7 separate regions of the Mus musculus genome follow, and regions 1, 2, 3, 4, 6 and 7 are each linked to region 5. Evidence: chromatin contacts called from public Hi-C, HiChIP or PLAC-seq and promoter capture Hi-C data. All regions are on one chromosome and are shown on one strand. Each heading gives the region's core, a stretch centred on a gene start, on an enhancer-like site or on the middle of the called end of the contact. The rest is flanking DNA. Distances are from core to core; before and after follow the strand shown.

Region 1 (3,131 bases), core at 231-2,730, 680 kb after region 5:
CAACAGACCCAAAACCTACCACACTGGGAGCCAGGAACACAGACACGTTGTGACAGTCCCTGAGGCTCACCTGTAGAAAACAAGGGTAAAGGCTGGAGGGCATGCAGTCCCCAAGGTAGGGCCTCTAGCCCACCCAGATATCCACATAATAGCCACTCAGAGCATGAAACTTGGGAGATAAAGATATCAGGAGCTGGAGGTGTGCCTCAGGTGGCAGAGTGCTTGCCTAGCATACACATATCCCTGGGTTTAATCTCCAGTTCTGCATAAACTAGGTCTGATGCCTATAATCCAAGGCTAGTTTGAGATAAGCCTGGACACACATCTCAAAAAAAAAAAAAAAATGAAAGGAAGAGGGAGGGTAAAGAAAATCAAGTTTGGAAAGAAAGAGAGTGGGAGGGGGAGGGAGGGGTATCAAGTTTGGTAGGGTACCTTCCAGAGATCTTTTCGATGGTAGCAGACACTCGCAGAACAACCGGCTCTCCAGGCATGCAGCCGTGCAAGTCCCACAAGCCACGGGTTCAGCTCATATCCCATAGCTGGACGGAGACCACATTGGTGGGCCGCCAGCACCTATGGGAGCCAAGAGTGTGGGATCTGGATGAAGGGAATGGGGCCACCACCAGAGGGACAACGAATATATAGACACAGGTCTTACGATCCTGCCATCACCAGAGCCTAGATCCACCATTTTTCCAGGGCGGCCTCGCAACAGTGACAGCACGTTCTCAACCTGCCGGGCACTCGCGCCAACGTAGGGCACCTGAATAAGGAATTTGGTGGGCTGAGGCTAGAAATCACACAGGCAGAAGCACCAGTTTGGGGGCCGATGGGAGCCTACTAGATTTCCTTTCTTAAATTGATACCATCCAGTGAGCCCCGCCCACTCTCCAGTCATAGGCCCGTACCCCCTAAGTAACTCAATCCCAGCTTCATTCATTTAGACTTGGTCTTGACGAAAGACCCAGGCTCCGCAACTTCCTGGTCCCAACTCTCCGTACATCGGGTTCCCGGGTTAGGTCCCGCGCCATAATTGATTCCGCCCATCTTTACGCTACCTACAGTAGCCTTGACCCCACCCATGGAACCTTGGCTTGCACCAGTATTGGCCCCTTTCCTTCCAAGGTTCAACGCTGCACCTGCAGCCTCAGAGGCACCCGGCGGAAGCCCGGCTGCAGCAGCAGCGCCCATATAGTATAGACGGCCAATCCCGAGCCTGCCGCCGCTTGCACTATCTCCAGCAAGCCCAGCCGCTTCTCGCGTAGCTCAGTCAACGCTTCGGCTGGGTCGTCCTGATCCATGATTGACAGACACTCAGTTCCAGGTCCTACTTCCCAAGGCTCCCGGCCGGTAATGGAAGCGGTTGCCCTCCCCGCTGCCCCCAGCCTGAGCCAAACTCTATCCGCTTGCAGCGTACGCCAGCCAACCGCAGCCGCAACTGCAGAAATCTAAGTATCCGCTGCGATCAGTCGCCGGAAGTGGAAGAGGCCTCCGAGGCCAGTCCGACATTCATTCTTTTCCGCCCAGCCATCCGGGGGACCCTCCTTGGGTTCCGGGTGATGGTTTGGGGTAGCGATGACCCAGGCGATGGGCGAGAATGACAGGGTTTGCCACGAGTGGGTCTACGGTCCGAGACATACAGCGGTCAGCTTCAGGGTCCACTTTACAGACAACCACATGGAATGGAATCTGTTCTAAATCCCCCTGAGGCTGTACTGCTGGCCGGCAGCCTCGGGTTATAGCCAGGGTCTATAACTGAAAGGCACTCTCACGCAAATTCTGTTGATCAAGACAAGAAATGACTGAAAGCCTACCAAAAATCCAGAAGCAAACCACAGAGGACGTCCTTCCAGCCGCCCCTCCCCCTCTTCCGCGACAATAATTAGGCGGGAAACAGAGAGTATTCTGGGGTCGAAGGAGAGGGGCGGGCAGCTAGAGACAGATGTTGGCTCTCTAGTGAGTACGGAGGGAGGGGGCCGGATGTGAGCGACTGGGTGCTGGCAAAGGGCCCAGCCTAGGGTGGAAGACAGCCCAGGAGTCCGGAAGATCTCCTTCTTTCAAAAATAAAGGGTTGAGTGACTCTTAGTAAGGCCCTGCATGGAAACAGATAGAGCCTTGAGTCAAGCTGCTGGACCCCGACCACCCACATCAAGGCTAACTGTCTGAGAATGGTAGATCTTCCCTGACTATGCTCACTCATGGCCTCTTCGGCTATCCCTAGCATAGACGGTGATGGCTTCCAAACTGAACATGCCCAATACCACCACCCTATCGCCCAGGCACAGAGTGTTACCCTCCAAAACCATCTGCAGGACAGGTGTCGCAAGACAGCATGTATTCTGTGTACATGTATTCTGCAGAGAGGCTCTGCTCCATCCAGCTCAGAACCTGGCCACCGGAAGATTTATACCAGAGCCCTCCCACACACTGAATTCTAGACAGGGTTGCTTGGACATAGCTATTCCTGTCTGCTGCTCCTGGCAGTACTCTAAGACCAAGAGCACCCAGGAAGCCCTGGCAACTTGACCTGACATTGGCACCCACACTCTGCTCCTCAGCTGCCAGGGCTCTACTTGGAGGTGTCTCTGCTCCTCGCAAGGCTTTCCCAGGCTAGCTCCTGTGATTTGGGTCCTGCTTATACACACCATCCTCCTTGCTGTCTCTGTCTCTACTGTTTGGAGTCTTCACCACCTGTTCCCTAGAGCAGACTTGAGGCCACTGGACCAGCCTTCCCCTACCAGATGGAAAGACAAGGGTCTAAATCCTTAGCACTCCATGGAGCTTGGGGAGAAGAGAAGTAGTAGCAAGGGGCCGATTCAGAGGCAGATATGGAGGGAGAAAATGCAATGGCCTACTCTTCAGGAGTGATCTCGGACTCTCAGTGCCCTTCCCTCTCCAGAAGCAGTCTATGGAAAAGGAGCATGCTCTCTGTCCACCCTCAGATTACACAGATGTGATTTAAGTTATCTGGTTATAAATATCCCAAAGAAGCCATTCCGGGGGCCTATGTAGGGTGTGGCACCACCATTGTCATAGTCTGAGGCAAGGAACCATATGTCTGGTCTCTGCACAGCCTTGTCACTCTCCCAGTCTGAATGAATAGTCTGTTGGGACTGATGATGGGTGAAAGC
Region 2 (3,104 bases), core at 51-2,550, 700 kb before region 5:
AGCAGACACAACAGCAATGCAAGAAAATCAGCTTATCCCTAATATCCTATACATTAAATAATCTTAAATCCAACAAGGGTACCAGACCAAACTGTCTAGATCTGCTAACCCCACCCCAAAAAATGAATACCTCAGGAAAGCAGACTTCAGAAGCAGGCTCCTCTTCCTGACTGTCCCACAGGACACACCCAGCTCCTTGGACCGAGATAATCTCTTCTCTCCATCTCTCCGGGATCACCAAAGTGCACATTGGCCACTTTCCTATCTTTCACAGCAATATGTAATCCAAATCTAAGTCACCTTTGTACCTTCCTCCTGAAGCTCACCTTAGCTCTGTTCCTCTTTCTTCGTTCCTGCCTCAAATCTACTTAGATAACCGCGGGGATTGTGTGCATATCCCTTTCTTCCGCAAATAACGGAGCAAGAATGTGCTAGGCAAACCGGGCGGTGGCGCTCGTCTTTAATCCCAGCAGTTGGGAGGCAGAGGCAGGCAGATTTCTGAGTTCTAGGCCAGCCTAGCCTGGTCTACAGAGTGAGTTCCAGGACAGCCAGGGCTACAAAACAAACAAACAAACAAACAAAAGAATGTGTTGGCAAAGTCGGGAGGCGGGGCACTACGGCGGGTGCTACTCTTTAGCCTCGTGCAGAGACCAGATCCTCTATGTCCTTGCTAAGAAGTTACTGACGTAACCCCGGTATAGACTAGCGTGCCTCTTCTTCTCCCAGCGATCCTGAACGCCTTTGCTGTTCCTTCTGCCCCACGCATTCTTGTCAGAAATGTCTCCTGGGAGAAACCTCCTTCAACATTTCCTCAAACTTTTTTCCTTTCTGGCCTCATCGGCCGCCCGCTACACCCAGTCAGCTGTATCCCACCAGCACAGAGACCATATCTATGCAATCACCACTAACTACCAGAGACTTGACCATAGGAACTCACCGTCCGTACCAGCCTGTCCCTTTACTACAATAACGCGGCCTCAGCAGGGTGCCTTAGATCCTAATGACAGCAGAGGCAACCCGAGTAGCTCCATCCACACAGATCCGGTAGGCGCCAAAGAGCACAAACCTCTGGTGCCGGTCAGCCAATCATCGCGCGCTTCAGAATGAGCAAAACAAGTCCAGGAAACTTTAGACCAGTCGGGGAGGGGGGGCGGGGGGGGGGACCGTAGGCGCTACGACGCTCCGCCCACACACAGTTGCTGTCCTTTAGTCCTCCACCGCTAACTTGCATTGGCTGAGTGTGCTTACGTCATCGTCGCGCGACGACGGCTGCGCCTTCCCGCTTCTCACCTCTGACGACAAAGTTGCGCCGGCGTCCTGGTCTGAGAAGAGCGGGAGGAGGTGGCGGCCTTGGGAAGATGTAAGTCGGGGTAGGAATCCGGCTGCATCCGACCTCCGGGGACCTTCTGCCAGGCTTGGCGGGGCGCATCGTGGAGCCGGTTGCGTTCCTCAGTGCGGCAGAGGCCCGCCGGCGAGGAACAGAGCCCGAGGAGAGAGTGTGGTTCAGGTCGGGCGGAGTGGGAGGTGTCGAGGCCGCGGCCCGGAAGTGGTCGAGGCGGTCACCGACGGAAGGGTGATCCCGCACGGTTCGCTCGGCGGCGACCCGCTTTAGCCTGCAGGACTCCAGCAGCTGCGAGCCCTGCCGCTTCTCTTGTTTTCTTGTCAGGCTGGAGACCTAGGCTCGCCACACCGGGCCCGACCTGAGTAGTGAGTGGAGAAAGAGGGTGGGAGGCGAGGTCGATGTCTGTGGCCGGAGCGGACGGTGCAGATTGCGAGCCGGCCTAAAAGGTTGGTTTCCTTTAAAGATCTCTTTCCACGAGTGTCTGTCGGAATCCAGTGTGCAGTTCTCAGTTCTGGGCATTGAGGATCCGTCCTAGGATGGACCGAGCACGGTTACGGAGCTCAGCGGGAGAGGATATGGGAAGGTTATGGTTGATGGTAGAGACGTGGTGGAGGCTTGCTTTCTCTACCTTGTGTTACTTCGTAGGCACTGTGTCTCCGATGTGCTTTTATATGTAGAGAGTGCTTTCAGATTGCCAAGACGCCCTCTGCTCGAGATTTAACCATTTGTTTTCTCCTCTCTCTGACTGTTGGACGCACACCTTTCCGGAGGATGGGAGAGGTGACCAAGGTCCTGAGCTGTTACCTGAGCTTGAGTGAACAGAGACCCTCACCTTTGCTTTCTAGCACTCGACCACACCCAGCAAAGAGTTCGCTTACGCCGCAGTTCATAATTTGTAGACTGCTTAACAATGGGTTCTGCCTGTTTCATAAAGTACATTCCAGCAGGTCGGGGTGCGGGTGCACAAGGGTGATCTCTACCCTTTGTCACTGGTATGAAGCACTTGAATAGTAACCCAAACCCCAAAAGTACATACCAGATTTAAATGACTTAGTATAGAAAACCCACAAGAAATTTAGTAATTTTATGTTGATTATATGTTACAAAGGTAATGTTCATTTTGTTAAAAACTAGTTTTGGGACCCACACACTGCCTTTAATCCCAGCACTCAGATGGCAAGTCAGAGTTTGAGGCTAGCTTGATCAACCTAGGCTAGCCAGGGCTGCCTAGTGAGACCATGTTTCAATAGGGGGGAAAAAGCCTTTAATTTTGGACTGTCAGTACTTGTGAATGGTAGAGGTCTTGTTGAGTATACTGGGCTCAGTGTTACTTCGTGTAGCCTTGCCTGTCCTGGAAGTAGACCAGGACAGACCTTTGAACTCGAGAGCCTCATTTCCCAGTTCTTGTTTCTAAAAAAAATAAGAAAGGTTTCACTAACTTTTGTGACTTGGCTGAAAGGAGATTAAAGGGTGTGCTCATGGTTCACACTCATGGACAGTGCTGCTTTTAGTGATCTCATCCAAAAGTCAGCTGAGCTGTAACACAGTTAACTAAGCAGCCAGAAATCAAACTTACCACTGAGCTTTTAGCTGGGTGCCTTGCCAGATTGATAGATTGATTTAGCCAAGCAAGGTTTAGGGAGCTAATTGTCAGGATTACTTAACTTGGTAGTATGCTTTTGCCTGTTGTGCACAAAGCCCTGGTTTCAGTCTCCAGCTCCATATCGAAAGCCTATAATCCCAGGCGGAGGCAGGAGATTCA
Region 3 (3,194 bases), core at 311-2,810, 690 kb after region 5:
AGACTGGCAAGATGGCTCAGTGGTTAAGAGCACTGACTGCTTAACCTGAGCAAAAGGTCCTGAGTTCAAATCCCAGCAATCACCTGGTGGCTCACAACCATCTGTAGTGGGATCTGACGCCCTCTTGTGGTGTGTCTGAAGATAGCCATGGTATACTCACATACATAAAATATATAATTTTTTTAAAGACTGGTAGAAGAGGATTCTAATATCAGTCTCTCTCTCCTCTCTCTCTCTCTCTCTCTCTCTCTCTCTCTCTCTCTCTCTCTCTCTCTCTCTCTTTCTCTCTCTCTCTCTCTCACACACACACACACACACATATACTCACTCACACACACTGCCTAAGAAATACCTGAGACTGCCCTCTAACTTCTATTTGCACCTTCACATATATGATCATACACCACACACACACACACACACACACACACACACACACACACACACACACACACACCAGCTAGGATACAGCTTACTTCCCTTTCTTATTGCCCCTAGGCCTCACATCATTCCCAGGAGACAGACCTCCCATCTCCACAGCAGTTGGTCTCATCTGAGGACATTCCACCCTGAAGCTCCTTCTCTTCCAAGACGCTACTCTGCTGTCCCAACATCTGCTGTTTCTGGTCTCAAGAGAGACCCAGATTGGGGTCCCTTTAGCCTGCTGAGAGGTCTGGCTCTCCAGCAGCCCTTAATGGGTCCTTTTACACAAACCACCCTCCCTGGTCCATACAGGCTGCCACCACCTGACCTCTACTTCATCTCAGAGCGAACCTGTGGAACTCCATAAGGCAGGTCGATTCTCGAACCATTCCTACCAAGTGCTATGGGGACAGAGAGGGCGTCTCAGATCATTTGTGACATTGTCAGAAGTAACCCCTCCCCACTATCACTCCACTGTCTTGTGTTTTCATTGACGCTTGCTTTAGTCACTTGCTTGCAAGTGTGTGACTATGTCACCCAGAACAGGGATTCTTCTGCCTGACTCGCAACAGGATCGGAAGGGATATGAATCCTAGGGGCCATAAGGAGGGTGTGTGTGTGTGTGTGTGGAGGTGCGACGATGTCGATGTCTCCACTCGGCTTCTCTTTCCTCGCCCTCACAGGTGGCAATCCAAGCAAGGGCACATAGGGCCAGTTGCATCTGCGCAGGATCCGGAACCCCACTGCCAACCGCTCGCGCCAAGGACCGCAATTCTCCTCAGCTGGCAAGATTCTGGGTCGCCACCACTTTGTGCAGATGGGACACTCGAAGCTGCTCTTCGGCCGCGCGGCCTACGGGGTTTGTTATTGTGCGAACACCGGCCGCTGAGCGGGTGCTGCCGCCTGGCGCGTGCCCGTCGGTACCGCACCGGGAGCGCGCGGAGAGGAGCGGGGCGGGGTTGGGGATTCTCGACACCTCAGCCTGGCTCTAGAACCCGGATTGGTCCGGACGCCGGGAGCGCGCGAGGGCGCGGCTCTTAGGGCCGGGCGGGGGGCACGCGCGGCGCCGGCGGCGGCCGCGGAGGAGCGCGGGGAGGAGCGCGGAGGAGGAGCGCAGGGAGGAGGGGAAGGGGAGGGAGGAGGCGCCCGCCGGGTTCCCTGCAAAGCGGCCTTATTTATCTGGGCACAGCCTCAGCCTCCCCGGTGGGAGGCTCAGGGCGGCAGATCCTCTCCCACCGGGGAGCTCCGCTCGGAACTCTGCGGAGAGGGCCCTGGCGCGGGGCGCCGGGCGCGGGGCGCAGTCGGGCCCTGCTAGCCAGTCCAGCACCTCGGCCGCCTCCGCGCTAGGCGGCTCGGGTGCTGAGCTCCCCATGACGCGAGGTCGCCCGGCGGACAGCGTGGCATGAGCCAGAAGCCCTGGCCGAGGTAAGGTGTGTGTGCGCGCGCGGCCAGGCTGCGGGGAGGGGAGGGTCCAGGTCGAGCCACTGCCTCCGCGAAGGCTACAATGAGGAGGGGGCGGGGTGGGGACTTGGGACTGCGCCGCGGCCGCCGCCGCCTGAGCAGGGCTTACGTAATCGCAGCCCCTTCCCCACCTCACCCTTCGGCCGCTGAGCCAGCGGTTCCGCAGCCCCTAACCCTAGTGGCCGGCCTGATTGCGCCCCGCTCGCTACCGGCAGCGCGGTCAGGCTGTATCTCCGTACCACGGAATTGCTGAGAGGAAGCACGGTGGCTGCGAGGACGCGGAACTGCAGGCCGTCAGCCCCCACTCCTTCTGGCTTGGCTCTGGGCTCTCCCCACTCCAGCCCTATGAGCCTCCGGCGGACTGGAGGACGTGACAGGTGTTGATACAATTAAAAGGGAGGAGCCATGTGGATATGTGGCCTAGGGGTCCTGGACGCCTTCTGGACATGAGCTGGTATAGAGCTGCCGCCCACAGCTCTATACCAGGGAGTGGGCTGGCATGTCTTTGGTTCTAGAAAAAGAAAATGGGCCTTGGCCAAGATTGGAAGGCTTCAAAATGGGGAATGGGCATCCTGAGATTGCTGAGCAGGGCTTCCATGTCCTTCTAGGATGTTAGTCAGTGGGGGATCCTCCCCACCCGTCATCCCAGGAGAGAAGGCTGCACTGTTGAGGCCTGGATCTGGCCTAGCAGCCCTCCTGCTAGCCCCTCCCAGCCCGAGCCAGCAGCTGACCTCCCAGGAGCAGATGGCAGATGCCACTTCACCTGCTCCCTCCTGGAGGCCCGACTTCCACTGCCATCTTGTCCCAGGGCCCACTGACCAGGGTCTTCTCAGGCCTCCCTGCTGCCCCTTCGGGACACGGGACCCTCTGTTCCAGCCCAACACTTTGATGAAGTGCTGGACAGCAGCCTCATCGCAGCAGGGGGGAGGGGCGGGGGGGGGGCCGGTGTTGGGACAGGAGCCTGGATGATTAGGGGCTGCCTAGATCAGGTCAGAGGCATGGTGGAGCCTCGATTTCCTGCCTAGACGTGGCCTGAGGGCCGGGCTGGGAGCCATTGGGAGAAGAGAGGGAAAGTCAAGGTTGAAAACGTGGGTGATGTTGAGATAGCCCAAGATTCAGCAGCCTCATTTCCTGCCACCCTCACTATTTGCCTCCCCAGTCACCCATACTGTAAGTCCAGGACACGTATGCACTCACCTGTTCTCCCAAATACACCTGAACAGGTCCCGTCTCGCACTGATGAAGTTAAAACAAGTGCATCTAGGTAGCCCTGAGAGATTGGGCTCTCTATTTCAGAGGCACTAGAAGGG
Region 4 (3,294 bases), core at 105-2,604, 660 kb after region 5:
TGGACATTTTTGCTGAATGGTGTCACACGTGTGGCCTTTTGTGACTGGCTTCATGAAATCCACTGATTGTAATGTCTTCAGGGATCACCTACATTACACCAGGACTTCATTCTTTCTACTGTTCCAGGCCATTCTGCTCTGTCTCTCTTATTGGGCCTTGGATATGCCTCACATCTGCCAGCCGTCCACTGGGTTTGTTCTAATAGACTTGGGTTTGGTGGTGGTGGTGGTGAGTTTGAATTTCCAGGGATCTATGTATCACCCTCCTTCCAGCATTAGAATCCTCCCAGCAACCCTGTATACAGTTACCAAACCCAGACACTATTGTGGATGCCAAGAAGTGCATGCTGAAAGGAGCCTGATATGGCTGTCTCCTGAGGCCCTGCCAGAGGCTTACAAATACAGAGGCAGATGCTAGGCAGCCAACTGTTGGACTGAGCACGGGGTCCTCAATAATTAAAGAAAGGACTGGAGAAGCTGAAGGGGTTTGAAACCCCTTAGGAAGAACAACAATATCAACCAACCAGACCCCCCAGAACTCCCAGGGACTAAACCATCAACAAAGGAGTACACATGGCTCCAGCTGCATATGTAGCAGAGGATGGCTTTGTCATGCATCAATGGGAGGAGAGGTCTTTGGTCCTATGAAGGCTTGATAGATGCCCCAGTGTAGGGGACTTTGAGGGAGGGGAGGGGAGAGAGGGTGGGTGGGTGGAGTAACACCCTCACAGAAGCAGGGGAAGGGAGGATGTGATAGGGTGTTTCCAGGAGGGAGGGAGGGAAACTGGGAAAGGGGATAACATTTGAAATGTAAATAAAGAAAATATCCAATTTAAAACAAGAATCCTCCTGGCAAACAGAAACTGTCCTTTGGCCCTGGTCCAGTCCAAGAACCTGCTTCTGTAAATGTTCTCCCACACTCCAGTCTTAACATCTCAACAGCACTTGTCTATCTCATTTTTTGGTAAGCCCATTCCAAGGCATTCCAGTGAATCAAAGTTAATTTTGTGTTCTCCTGCCCACTGCATCTGGAACCTTCCTTGAGTATTGCTAGGTCAAGGTGATGAATGAAATCCGGATTCCGACCCCTACGGGAAGCGGGAGAGACTCTGAGTCTCTAGTTACATTCTTTGCGTTATTTGTCTTTGCTACCCTGCTACACCACAACCAAGGGACGCAAGGGAGACCGAACGCTGTGCTGTGGAACTTGCAGCTTGAGTCCGCTGGGCCGAGCGCTCAAGGCCGCCGGCAGAGGGCGCGCACGCTTTTCAAAGCTTGTTGACGGAGAGAAATGAGCATGCGCTGGAATTTGCGTTTTCCGGCAGAGTGGCGGAACTGCATGTCATTTTGGTGTCATTTTGCGACACCCCCGTGTGACACTCGGCGGCAGTGAGGCTGTCATGGCGTCGCCCTTCAGTGGGGCACTACAGCTGACCGACTTGGACGACTTCATCGGGCCATCTCAGGTGGGCCGGCCAAGGGCGAGTCGGGCAGGAGGAGGGTCCGAGCCTGGCCGTGCACCTCGGGAAACCTCTCTCGTCTGTGTCTTTTCCCAGGGCCCAGGACCCAGGGCCTCAGTCAGTCTAGTTCCCTTTTCACAAACACAGACAACTGAGGCCAGGGAGGGCCAGACAACGCGGTTACTGGGCCCGGAGCGATCCCTGGGACCATGGGAGTGTTTAGTGGTGACAGGCAGGTTTAGTGTTTAAAAAAAAAAGGTGGGGGGACTTGTTGTTATGTGATCTTAAGTTACTGTTGTAGTAGTGTCACCCAGCTGGTGATGCAGAGACATGGTGGGGCTGAGTTAGCCTCCACACACCTGTGAGATATCCCTTCCCACTCCTCTCTCAGAGCCAGTTGTCATCTCTGTGGACAGGGACCATGTTGAAGGGACAGGTTTGATGTCCACTTGGGCCACAGCCACAGCTAATGTTCCTGACGTTGCCTCGAGGAAGAGAGAGGGATACAGACAGACCGCCCTGAAAACAGGAGCTGCTGCCCTTGCTGGGTCTTCCTTTGTCTCCAGAGCTAGCCAAGTCCCATGACCCATAAAAGACGGGCTGAGCTGCCACACGGACAGGATGAACTGGGCCATCTTACCCGAGACTGGCCCTTTTCTGGAAAGCCACCAAGGTTCAGGAAGCGATAACAGGAGATGTCCAAGAGAAGGGGAGAGACATGGAGTTTCATCTGTGGTCGTGGGATGGAGGTGACCTCTAGATGTTTCCAAGGAAAGCCTTCCTGTCTGGCCAGGCCTCTGACACTCTGATCTCCGGGGGTGTGCTGCTATGTGCACGTAGGAAGGGCAGGCTAGTCAGGGCTTCTTGCATTAGCTTGCATATAGAGTTTGTAGCAGATTTCATGGTGATTCTGGAGAAAGAGTGGCCTTGATGGCATTCTCCTCACCTTGTACAGAGAAGGGTGGGCAACCAGAGCTCAGCATGGCTTCAGTGGCAGGAAGGTGGTAGAATTGGCCTCGGTGGTGAGCTTCACTCTATGGCCGGTAGCCAACCATCCCTGAGGCCCTCCATACCCAGCCCCCCACCCCACTCCCCACCCTCCCCACCCCCCGTCCAAGTTGCTTTCTCCTAATAGAGCCTGGTGTGGGGTCTTTCCTGGTGTAGAATTGCATCAAGCCTGTAAAGGTGGCTAAGAAGCCAGGAAGTGGCATAGCCAAGATCCACATTGAAGACGATGGCAGTTACTTCCAAGTGAACCAAGTAAGGACCCTGAGGTCTCACCACATCCCTGCTGGGGGCTGGCGGTGGCAGGAGGGGGAGGGAGGCTGGGGTGTGGATCTGAAACACACATCTTCTTCTGCCTTTCCCAGTCGCAGATGTGGCCACCCTGAAACTCACTGCATCTCCCCAGCTCTCTCACTGGTCACATTCACTGACCACGGGGAGCTGAGATGATGAACAGGGCTGCCATGGTGAGCAGCCAGTCTGTCCTGTTCTGCACGGGGCAGGAGGAGCCTCCCCTCCTCCTTTGCCCCCTACGTTTAGTAGCATAAGATTTTGAGGGGGTTGGTTCCCTCAAGCCCCTCCTCCCTCTAATCTGAAAGTTAGATCCTGATGTCTGTTAAAATTAACCCTGCCTGGCTGCCCTTTGCACTCTAAGGAATCCCCTTCAAAATACCGTGCGCCACTGCCCTGAGAAGGGAGGCCCAGCCATGGGACCTCTGAATAGGGGAGGAACCTTGGGCAGGTTCAGGGAATGGGTGTGCATATCGCCATGAGCAGTGACAAGCCCAGCTGTTTGTCTACAACAGTGACCTCGTGACAGTCTGTGGCA
Region 5 (3,010 bases), core at 505-3,004:
CGAAGAACCTATGAAATCAGAACAGGGTGTCAGATCCTCTGGAACTGGAGTTGCACTGAGTTGTGAGCAGCCATGTGGGTGCTGGGAACTGAACCCAGTCCTCTGGGAAAGCAGCCAGTGCTCTTAAGCACTGAACCATCTCTCCACCCCCACACCCCAGCAGTTTATAAAACCCCAGCTTCTCACAGCCACAGATCCTTCCAAGGACTGCCATTCAACCGGATGTGGGACCTGGGTACACAGGGATCCATAGCAGCAATGTGGTAGATAAACATTTAAAACCTGACATGTTAGCCGGGCGGTGGTGGCACACGCCTTTAATCCCAGCACTTGGGAGGCAGAGCCAGGTGGATTTCTGAGTTCGAGACCAGCCTGGTCTACAGAGTGAGTTCCAGGACAGCCAGGGCTACACAGAGAAACCTGTCTCGAAAAACAAAAACAAACAAACAAACAAACAAAAAAACCCTGAAATGTCCTGATGATCCTGAAAGTGCCACAGAATAAAGAATGGGCCCAGTAGAAGACAACAAGTGACCTTTAGGGCATCAGCTAGGGACAGTGGAGACTCTCTGAGTGCTGATCTGCAAGGAACCCTATTCTTCCTCCCAGCCTTCAACAAGAAGGAGTGAGGCCAGGCTAAGATGCAGGGTCCTTCCCCTTACAGTTTTAAGGTGTTGGGAACCTTCTCAGAACTTGGGCGCCCTGTTGCTCACTAACTGCTCACCCAGCAGTGCTCTCAATGGCTTCCATCAGCACCAGGAAGGCTTGGTCTGGAGGGCCATCCAGGAAGAAGCTCTCCCAAAGCCGCTCCAGCTGGCCACCGGGGGACAGCTCCAGCCAACCTGGGCTCAGCTTGCTGACCAGACATCTAAGGACGGCTGAGAAGTGGACAGTGGCAAACTCCTCCTTCTCCTCAGGAAGAACTGGATCCTCGGTTCCACCGAGGTATCGTTTCAGAGTCCCCAGGGTAGAAAGGATATGGCCAGCATCCTCTGAGGATGAAAGGATGTGAATGGCTTCCTGGACGGTGAGCCGGACAGCAGACAGGGCTGGGTCCATCCTGCAGAACAGGGCTGAGGGTCCGAGAAAAGCATGTTAGAGTGTCAAGAATTCTTCCCATGGCACCCACGATGTTAAGGGAGGAAACAGTTGGGCCGGTTCCAAATCTCAGGCCCCACCCCCCTACACACACGCACTTACTTCTGCGCTTCCAGGCGCTTCACTCACAATCTCACTCACGCTCTCCCGTCCTTCTTCCGGGTTTCCCGCCTGCCCGATGATCTGACAGAGCTTCAGTCCCGGACTGCACCGGTGCACTGTGGCTGTCTCCTCTGTCAAACCCACTGATAGTTGGATGAGTGAGTGGCTTGCCAGGGTGCAATAACTAAAACTCCTCCTCCGTCTGCAGCTCCAGGTTAGCACCCAGCCCCCTAAACACGAGGCCTTCGGCTCGTATGGGAACTGGCCATGCTGCAAGGCAGGACACTGCAGCCCCGACTGGACCAACCACTCCTACAGGGTTCCTCTGGCCAGCATGCTTCAGAGCCGAGGCCACATGCTCCCTCTTGCGCGCCGCTGATTCGCCACGGCACCAGGACCACGCGCCAGATTCAGTGTCAGCTGAGGGCAGCTGTGAATTCGAGTCGCAGAGCTCACGTGAAACCTGCACGGATATTTAGAATTTCTGGGGCTGATACAAACGCGTGGCTAGGGACGAATCAGCGGCGCGCCAACGCGCTGATGACCGCAGCATCTGCGCCTGCGCAAGAGGAGGAAGAGGCGTGGCCTAAGAGCCTACGGTGGGCAAGGCCTGAGGGCAGGACTCCGGTAGGCGTGTCCGCTCTATTGGTCCCCTGGTGACTGCTGTCTCTGTTTTCCTTAATTCTGGAGAGACTTTCCCCAGCACATTACCCCACTATGCTGCCTTGGGTCGGATGACTTTCCACTCTAGAGCACTAATCAACTCTCTAGGCGCCCTGAGGGAAACAGAATAAGGAAGCCAGGAACAGCGGATATGGCCAAGTTGTAATGCGGATGCGCTGATGTATTTGGTGGTACACAAGGGTGCACGTTTACTGCGAACACGCAAACTGCGTCTAAACTGCCCTAAATGAAACACCACTAGCTGAGTAAACACCCAGGGATCCTGACTGTCGTCTGAACTTAGCAGTGTGAAACATTCCATCATGGCAGAACTTTTCTTGACCATCCTGATCTGGAAGATACATTGAGGGAGCAACATTTCAGCGGAACTGGGTGTGGGTGGAAATCTGAGCAAGCTGTATTCATTCAACATCATCAAGCAAAATTACCCTTCCTGAGCAGGAAATGAGCCCACTCAAGGCTTAGCAGTTAGCAGAGCATACCAGGGGCCAGAGCGATTATCTTAGAGGTTAAATTACGTGTGGCTCTTGCCAAGGTCCCAAGTTCAGTTCCCAGCATCCATGGAAGTGTTACCGATCAGCCAGCCAGGATCTCTACACAAATAAAAACTGGGGTTAGTCAAAGAGAAGGTCTTCAAATGGTAGCTTTCTTTTTTTTTTTTTTTTCTCCATGTTTGGCCTCAGTGAGAGATGGCAGATGACTCCCCTAGTATTAGGGGACTGGAGGCATTGGGACCCTTAGCCCTAAAAGTATTCTAGCTCTTACGTAGGTCAGGAATCCTTGGCTCTTTCCTGTGGCTGGTGCAGCTTCCACTAAGCAGATTTGGTGATTGTAGGGACTCTTCAGCCCTACAGCTTTACAATTTTTGTGTAGACCTTCGCTCTTAATGACAGCCAGTGTTAAAATTCTTGGCCTAGGGTTGAGACCTCTTGGCTCTCTGGAACTCATCTGGCATCCAAGGCTATGCCATCTCTTCTCTGGTTTAGTCAATTATCCTCATTCAGTCTCAGTTTCTGCACTCCCCTGATGCCTTGGCTACTGCTTCCTCAGCTATGACAAAACTGACTGTCCTGTCCCTTTTGTAGCTTGGCCTGCCAATTGCTCAGCTGTCTCTGCCACCTCTTTT
Region 6 (3,106 bases), core at 126-2,625, 580 kb before region 5:
TGCCCACCTAGAGATGCTTCTGATCTGCCTTGAGCTGTGGGGGAGGCAGGAGAGGAAATGAGTATCCCAGGCCTGTAGGTTCAGCAGTGTGGACCCCAATAGCATGGATGCCCAGCTTCTCTCTCCCCCTCCCCACCCTCACCCCCGTTCACCCCCTATCACCTCTCCCTCCAACAATGCTGCCTCAGTCACAGAGAGTGAGGACAGCTGTCCCCATCCAGGACCTTACCTACCCCTCCTCCATGGACAACATGCTTGATCTGGGAGGGCAGCATTTGGGGCCTATGGGGAGCAGAGCCATGGGAGTGCAGCTGGAAGCTCCTAAGAGACCTTTGGGGACTCAGTATTGGGGGCCTCTTCGAATTCCAGCAAAGACACAAATCTCAGCAGCAAGGTTCGGAAGAGGTGTGACAGCTTTTGAAGTGAAGAGGGGGTAGGGATATCTGTGGGCCTGAGGGCCAGACCAGTGAAGTCTTTCCCACCCACATGATCCCTCAGGCCAATGTTTCAGGACCCAGTGATGGCCCTGCCTTCGGAGGTCAATTCACCTAGGCTTCAATTTTGTTCTGGTCTAGGGTGGCCTTGTTCTCTTCTCTCCCAGAAAAAGGACACTTACAGCCCCTTGGGGGGGTGAGGGAAGGCAGCATATGGATGGGAAATGATGAGACAGGAGCACCGGTAGGGGCCATAGATCCCAGAGGGACAGCTTCAAAACTCTGATCTTGCTTGGCCTTGCAGTAGATGGAGTGGGGGTAGGGCCCTGCCAGCTGTTGAATACCCCAGACCCTAGTCTAATAGTTGTGTTTGTGTGTGTGAGAGAGTGTACGCGCGCGCTCGTGCACGCACGTAGGGTCGCGTGACAATGTAAGGTACTGCCGTGCCATCTGCAAGGTGCTGTGCCAATTCAGCGCCGAGGGTCTGCAAGGCCCTGCACTCTTCCCCAGCGGCAGTCTAGGATCCAACGCCACCTGCTGCATTCCCATGGCGGGGAGGTGCCTGGCTCACCTTGAAAGCAACATCGTAGAAGTCTCCAGTGCTACCAAGTGAGGGCCGGATGGACTGCGGGGGCCCATTGGGCGGTGCCTCTGGGCCAGGGCGCACAGTCCTCGGATGTGCCAGACGTGGCCCATTGGTGGCGGCGGCGGCGGCGGGCAGCGTAGAGGTAGCCGGCTCACTCCCCCCCTTGCTCTTGGGGGTCTTCTTCCTGGACATGGTTCTCAGTGTGCTCCTGCTGCTACCGCTGTGTCCCGGGTTGTCCCACGCCCCGTGCCCGCCAAGACCGACTCGGACCCGAACCCGTCCCGCAGCGGCAGCGGCGGCGGCAGTAGCAGCAGCATCTCCAGCACTCAGTGCCTGCCCCGCCCCCGCGTCCCCACAGGCGGCGCAGCCATTCAGGCCCAGCCTCCCGCCACCACTGCCAATGGTCGCTCTGAGGCGGAGCCATGCAAATAAGTCTGTCGCTCCAGGGGCGGGGTCAAGAGGTCCCAAGAAGGCCTTAGGTGTGCATCCCAGGAGCATGCTCCAAGTGCACTGTGCTCAAAGGGCTCCAGTTGTCCAGTGAAGGAAGCACCAGGATCCTGTGTCCTCTCTTTGCCCCAGTCTTCAATGTCCCAGGTCAGTAACCTAGCTCAATAGACTAGTCCATGGACCTGGGACTACGATGTGTTCTGAGATGAGGATGCTGGGGCAGATGGCTTGCATGAATAGGCAGCCTGAGATTCAGGGTTTTTGTTTTTGTTTTTCTATCAGAGATACCAGCCATCTGACTACTTGTCCTCAATGCTATTCCCTCCAGGATAGGCAAATTTAAGAAGCTCCAACACTCATGCTTCACAAACAATCCCTGCTGCACCGAGCACTCTGGGCTCAGCTGATCAGAGGCATAACGGGCACGCTGTTCTTCCTCACGTATTTTTTTTTTTTAAGATTTATTTATTTGTTATGTGTACGTACACTGCAGCTGTCTTCAGATACTCCAGAAGAGATCGTCAGATTTTGTTAGGGATGGTTGTGAGCTACCATGTGGTTGCTGGGATTTGAACTCAGGACCTTCATAAGAGCAGTCGGTGCTCTTAACCACTGAGCCATCTCTCCAGCCCCATCTTCCTCACATATTTTGCCACCTGGGTTGAAGTACGGATATCTAAAGTGAGAAAGAAGTAGTTATCACAGCCAGCCAGCATCAGGCCTTCAGAGATAACCAAGGCATAGGTTAGGGTTAGGATTAGGGTTAGAGGTCTGCCCTGACAGCCTAGAAGATTGGAGGTCCCTTCCTAGAATTGACTGGCCCATGGTCTTTCCATCCTAGGTTCTCATCCAAGAGAGGTCTGTGTTGATTTTCTAAACCCCAAACTGGTTCAGGACCTGGTATACCCTTCTCCTGATTCTGACCCTGCTGCTTTACCTATGCTGACTGGAGGATTTCTGTCCAAAGCCCCTCACCTAAGACACTCCAGTCAGGAGAAAGAAAGTCAGAGTTAAGGACAGTGGATGCTGGAGGGTGGTGCCTTTGAGACCCAGTATTTCTTGGTGTTCCTCTGGAATGGCCTAGCTGTTCTCCAAGATGTGATCATTGTCACCAAAACTCTGCGTTTCTTGACGGCCTTCTAAACTTTCTCAGTTGGCAGAGAGCAGAGCATGAAGAACTCCCTACCTCTGTGGCTCAAAGCCTCCTCCTATCTCTTTCAGGCCAATTTCCAGATCTGTATACATCCTGACCCAGAGTGGGGGTACTGGGCTCTCACTTTTGCATTCCCTGAGGACTTCAGTATCCCGTCCTCACAAGGCCAACCTCAGCATGATTGGCCCAGGATCTCAGCTGAGAACCTCAACAGCCTGTGCCTATCGCCCTAGGAAGTAGACCATGTAACCTCCTTCCAGCTACTGCCTAGAATCCGTCCAGTACAGGGCATACACATAGAGTTCAAGTTTGGACGTTCTAGGCAGGAGCTGCAAGGAGGAGATTCAGGTTGAGGGCAGTGAAAACAGTGCAGGCATCTAGAAGGAGAGAGAGGGAACAGGCAAGCCAGAGAAAGTGGGAGGAGAGCAGAGGAGGGGCGCCTCTGACAGCAGAGGAGACAGACTTGCTTTTAAAAGGAGGAACATT
Region 7 (3,298 bases), core at 385-2,884, 600 kb after region 5:
ACATCTGCCCTGAGGCCTGGCACCATTAACCTTAAGCTCCTCCAACCCCCAAATCCATGATAAGTAATCTCTCCGCTCCCTAGCGTGCCCCAGTTCCAGGGATGCCTCCTGATCTAACCACATGTTGATGCACATCAGGGGCCAGGGAAGCTTGGTGACCCCATTTCACTGATCAACACCAGGGAAGCCTGCTGTGTGACTGATGGTCCTGAGAGTCCAAGGGACAGGGACCTGGTCTGTCTTTTGATCATACCTGCAGGGGTCCAGGCCATCTCCTGGGCAGGGTGAGCTCTGAACTCCTTCTGTTCCTCTAACTCTGACCTATCCTGTTGTCTAGGTAAGGGCCACTCAACAAACCTCCAGCCCTCAGAGGACCCAGAATACTTAGCAAGGTACTGGCCCTGCCTCCCAGGACAGGCTTGCCCCTCCCCCACGGGTTGCTGTTGCAGCCTGCGTCATATGAAGGTCCCCAGAGCACAGCTCCCACAAGAGTTGGTGAGGTGTACCTCTGACAGTAACACTGGGAAAGGGAGGCGCTGCTCTGGTTAGTTGAAGGCAGGGCTAGCCCCCTGCCCCCGTTACAGAGTCTCTGAGAAATAGGGAGGTGGCTGCCGCCGGGCACAGGGCTCAAAATCCTGTGGCTGAGGAAGTACTCTTCTCCCTACCCAAAGGCCATCCAGCATCAGCTAAGAAACTGACCTACTCACCCCCTAAGCTAACTTTTAATCTACCCAAAGCTGGAGATGGGTGACCCTTCACACCCGAGGCCCCCACGCACTATCCAACCGTGGGTTCTTTTGAAGTCATTGCCTGGGAATGAGGAAGGCGCCAGAAGGTGGGAGTGCTATGGAGGGAGGCCTGAACCCCTTCTAGGTGAGGCTCTTGTCGTGGAATTCTGCGGGATGCCCCCCAGCCTCCCATAAGTGGACAACACTGAAGGTCACCTGCACCAGGTGGGCTGCAAGACCACAGTGGGAAGTGCTCTGCCCCCACCCCCTCTTCTCAGCTGCCTGCATTGGAGTGCCCTGCATAGGAGGGCCCTGACCAGAGAAGCCTTGTTGGGTGGGGCATATTTTGCTGTTTAGGGCTCTGGTCCCAGTATCACAAGATTGTCAAACTGGGTTGCCAGCAGTTGTAGCTGACCCAGGAGAGACGGGACTAGCTCCCACTGCTGCATGTCCCACCCCAGGGGAGACCTGCCAAAGCTGTAGGAGCAGCCCAGGGAGCTCTTGGGGTCAGCCCAACCCTGTAAAGGCGGTACCAAGGCCCCAGGTGGCAAGAGTGGGCGGGGCGGCTGCCTGGGCTCCCCGGACTCGGACAGCCCAGCCTCACTCCACAGATCCCTCGGCCCTTGTCATCTCTGCTTTTGCTGTCTCCTCCAAAAGTAAGTCCGATGAACAGAAACCTCACACTGAGGGGGAAACAGACTCCAGGGCTCTAGGGCTTGACCAGGTGGGGCCCCTAGGCTAATTCTAACTACTGGGACCAGGGCAACTGCCTCCGGGCCTCAGGGGCGGGGCGGCCGACAGATCGAGTCCAGCGGCGCAGGAGCCATCGCTGCGCGACGGGGGCGCGTCTGTCCTGCGCCGTGCGCGCCGCCCGCAGTGCCCGTGTGCGCCGCCGTGCGCCTGGCCGGGGGCGTCTCGGGGTGCACCGGCGGCCGGGCTCCGGCGGCGGCAGCAGCGCAGGTAGGGCCAGTGGTGGGCCATGCCCCCAGCCCAGATGCTCCCATTTGTGGAGGACCCGCAGCTGATCCTCCGCCCACGTGCCTGTCGGCGTGTGGGGCGCGGGAGAACCTAGCAGGGTGGGGCACTGTAACTTGGGGGTCTCTGGGAAAGGTACTCTGCAGGTGGCCCCACACAACCAGGAATACTAGCCCACCCAACCTCTCACTGGTTCCTTGCGAGCCCTGCCAGGACCTCTTTAGGATGGGCCACTCTAAAGGCTGGGTCCTAGGCTCTCCCCAAGGCCAGCTCAGCTCAGTATCCCGGGATGGAAGCTTAGCCCGGATGTGTCTGGTACTCGGTGCCAGACCCCTCTCAAGGTCGTGGAAGCTGTGATTGGAGGGAGAACCAGAGACTTGGTCTTTTGGAGTGCAACTAGCTAGGGAGGGGTAAAGGGAGGCCCGTTGTGCTCCAACTGACAGCTCTCCCTAGTCAGGTCAGTGACTGGATCTGAAAACACTGGTCTCAGGAAGGCTACCCACCTCCCAAGTCCTGGGCTTGCTGAAAGGCCTGTGTCCCCAGACATTCTGCACATACCCCACCCTACATGCAAATTGCAGACAAATCCTCCCAGCCCCGAGATTAACTTGGCCTCTCAGCCTCTTTACCCATGCAAAACAGGCATCCAGGAGGGCCAGGCAGCACCCAGCATCTCAGGGCTCTCATCGCAGCACCCAGGGTCTGAGTTAGAAGTGGGTCTGGAAGGGGGGTGGGGGCTGCCCTGGGTACTCAGAAGTCCATCTTTTAACCTCCCTAGGCAGGGATGAGTCTGTCCTCCCAATCCAGGGCTGGGCCTTCTCAGGCTCATTTGCCCAGCCAAGAACGGAAAGTTTGCTCTGCAGCTAATCAGCCCCACTGGGTAGAGAAGGCTCAGGGGTCTTGTTAGTGGGTCCCTGTGGCCCTCTTCGGGCTCTTTGCCAACATCACTCCAGACCTCAGGAAGGACCAATGGGTGGTATGGTCCCAGGATCTCCCTCTGTCCTGGGGCTGAGGGTGGCGTGGGGGTGGGGGCTGCAGACCCAGCTCTTTTCGCTTCTCCTGCCCACCAGCCTCAGGCTGGCTACCACCGACGCCCCCGACGCCATGGAGGAGTGGGATGTGCCCCAGATGAAGAAGGAGGTAGAGAGCCTCAAGTACCAACTGGCCTTCAAGAGGGAGATGTCGTCCAAGACCATCCCCGAGTGAGTGCCCCATGATGTCTGTCATTTACCTGCCCAGCCACTGCCCCTTGTGTGAACCAGGACCTCACACCCCCAGTAGGCAGGTGCCACGGGAATGACCGACACTCACTGACACTCCCCACTCACAGGCTTCTCAAGTGGATTGAGGATGGAATCCCCAAGGACCCCTTCCTGAACCCAGACCTGATGAAGAACAACCCTTGGGTAGAGAAGGCCAAGTGCACCATCCTATGAGCCTGACCCACACTCTCTGTAAGGTGTGACTTTATAAATAGACTTCTCCGGGTGTCTCTGCTTTAGTCCATTCCCTGTGGGAGCCAGTGCGATCTGATGTCCTGGGGCAGTGGGGCTACAGCAGGTCCCTGATGTACAGGCTGCGCCGAACAGCATTTG

The links. Promoter capture Hi-C pulls out the DNA fragments that hold promoters and counts their contacts. Hi-C and Micro-C count contacts between places; a contact is called where the count stands out from the background. HiChIP or PLAC-seq counts read pairs in DNA pulled down with a chosen protein or histone mark. Capture Hi-C pulls out chosen DNA fragments and counts their contacts.
Region 1: a contact with region 5 is called in an H3K4me3 HiChIP or PLAC-seq map of craniofacial prominence, with 3 times the contacts expected there. The contact joins the promoter of Antkmt here to the promoter of Telo2 in region 5. A contact is called at or near these places in 4 of 39 promoter capture datasets (the 3T3-L1 cell line, embryonic stem cells, hippocampal neurons and 1 more), 1 of 15 datasets of contacts at CTCF or cohesin (embryonic stem cells), 2 of 484 Hi-C or Micro-C datasets (cortical neurons and embryonic stem cells) and 8 of 115 datasets of contacts at active chromatin or transcription factors (the SCID.adh cell line, acute myeloid leukemia, bone marrow-derived macrophages and 5 more).
Region 2: a contact with region 5 is called in a promoter capture Hi-C map of erythroid cells, with 6 times the contacts expected there. The contact joins the promoter of Rnps1 here to the promoter of Telo2 in region 5. A contact is called at or near these places in 2 of 39 promoter capture datasets (cranial neural crest and erythroid cells) and 1 of 115 datasets of contacts at active chromatin or transcription factors (bone marrow-derived macrophages).
Region 3: a promoter capture Hi-C map of pancreatic islet shows a contact between it and region 5, with 4 times the contacts expected there. The contact joins the promoter of Fbxl16 here to the promoter of Telo2 in region 5. A contact is called at or near these places in 4 of 39 promoter capture datasets (embryonic stem cells, hippocampal neurons, liver and 1 more), 1 of 15 datasets of contacts at CTCF or cohesin (embryonic stem cells), 2 of 484 Hi-C or Micro-C datasets (cortical neurons and embryonic stem cells), 2 of 115 datasets of contacts at active chromatin or transcription factors (embryonic forebrain and forebrain) and 2 of 9 other capture datasets (embryonic stem cells and pancreatic islet).
Region 4: a contact with region 5 is called in a Hi-C map of B cells, with 10 read pairs. The contact joins the promoter of Ciao3 here to the promoter of Telo2 in region 5. A contact is called at or near these places in 3 of 39 promoter capture datasets (the 3T3-L1 cell line, hippocampal neurons and liver), 1 of 484 Hi-C or Micro-C datasets (B cells), 3 of 115 datasets of contacts at active chromatin or transcription factors (bone marrow-derived macrophages, craniofacial prominence and embryonic forebrain) and 1 of 9 other capture datasets (pancreatic islet).
Region 6: a FOXA1 HiChIP or PLAC-seq map of pancreatic cancer cells shows a contact between it and region 5. The contact joins the promoter of Rab26 here to the promoter of Telo2 in region 5. A contact is called at or near these places in 1 of 39 promoter capture datasets (erythroid cells) and 1 of 115 datasets of contacts at active chromatin or transcription factors (pancreatic cancer cells).
Region 7: a promoter capture Hi-C map of embryonic stem cells shows a contact between it and region 5, with 4 times the contacts expected there. The contact joins the promoter of Gng13 here to the promoter of Telo2 in region 5. A contact is called at or near these places in 6 of 39 promoter capture datasets (HPC-7-derived erythroid cells, embryonic stem cells, hippocampal neurons and 1 more), 1 of 484 Hi-C or Micro-C datasets (B cells), 2 of 115 datasets of contacts at active chromatin or transcription factors (bone marrow-derived macrophages and embryonic hindbrain) and 4 of 9 other capture datasets (adipose tissue, embryonic stem cells, liver and 1 more).

The regions. Positions count from the first base shown.
Region 1 is chr17:25,790,914-25,794,044 of GRCm38.p6, forward strand. It overlaps Antkmt (adenine nucleotide translocase lysine methyltransferase), which reads right to left and starts at 1,481. Exons shown (of 5, transcript NM_145410.4): 1 at 1,140-1,481; 2 at 659-763; 3 at 433-573; 4 at 20-70. The coding sequence starts at 1,301.
Region 2 is chr17:24,413,375-24,416,478 of GRCm38.p6, forward strand. Rnps1 (RNA binding protein with serine rich domain 1) reads left to right here and starts at 1,301. Exons shown (of 9, transcript NM_009070.2): 1 at 1,301-1,360; 2 at 1,667-1,788. D330041H03Rik (RIKEN cDNA D330041H03 gene) reads right to left here and starts at 1,139. Exons shown (of 6, transcript NR_033554.1): 1 at 938-1,139; 2 at 327-554.
Region 3 is chr17:25,807,539-25,810,732 of GRCm38.p6, forward strand. Fbxl16 (F-box and leucine-rich repeat protein 16) reads left to right here and starts at 1,561. Exons shown (of 6, transcript NM_001164225.2): 1 at 1,561-1,848.
Region 4 is chr17:25,772,422-25,775,715 of GRCm38.p6, forward strand. Ciao3 (cytosolic iron-sulfur assembly component 3) reads left to right here and starts at 1,355. Exons shown (of 11, transcript NM_026238.4): 1 at 1,355-1,466; 2 at 2,625-2,720. The coding sequence starts at 1,401. It overlaps Gm41550 (a long non-coding RNA gene), which reads left to right. Exons shown (of 3, transcript XR_876684.1): 3 at 1-123.
Region 5 is chr17:25,114,213-25,117,222 of GRCm38.p6, forward strand. Telo2 (telomere maintenance 2) reads right to left here and starts at 1,755. Exons shown (of 21, transcript NM_001163661.1): 1 at 1,201-1,755; 2 at 725-1,073. The coding sequence starts at 1,059.
Region 6 is chr17:24,532,372-24,535,477 of GRCm38.p6, forward strand. It overlaps Rab26 (RAB26, member RAS oncogene family), which reads right to left and starts at 1,376. Exons shown (of 9, transcript NM_177375.1): 1 at 1,006-1,376. The coding sequence starts at 1,212. It overlaps Gm33508 (predicted gene, 33508), which reads left to right and starts at 1,524. Exons shown (of 3, transcript NR_169077.1): 1 at 1,524-1,614.
Region 7 is chr17:25,715,894-25,719,191 of GRCm38.p6, forward strand. It overlaps Gng13 (guanine nucleotide binding protein (G protein), gamma 13), which reads left to right and starts at 1,635. Exons shown (of 3, transcript NM_001357782.1): 1 at 1,635-1,688; 2 at 2,774-2,905; 3 at 3,034-3,209. The coding sequence starts at 2,808. The coding sequence ends at 3,139. It overlaps Chtf18 (CTF18, chromosome transmission fidelity factor 18), which reads right to left. Exons shown (of 22, transcript NM_145409.2): 22 at 3,137-3,298. The coding sequence ends at 3,255.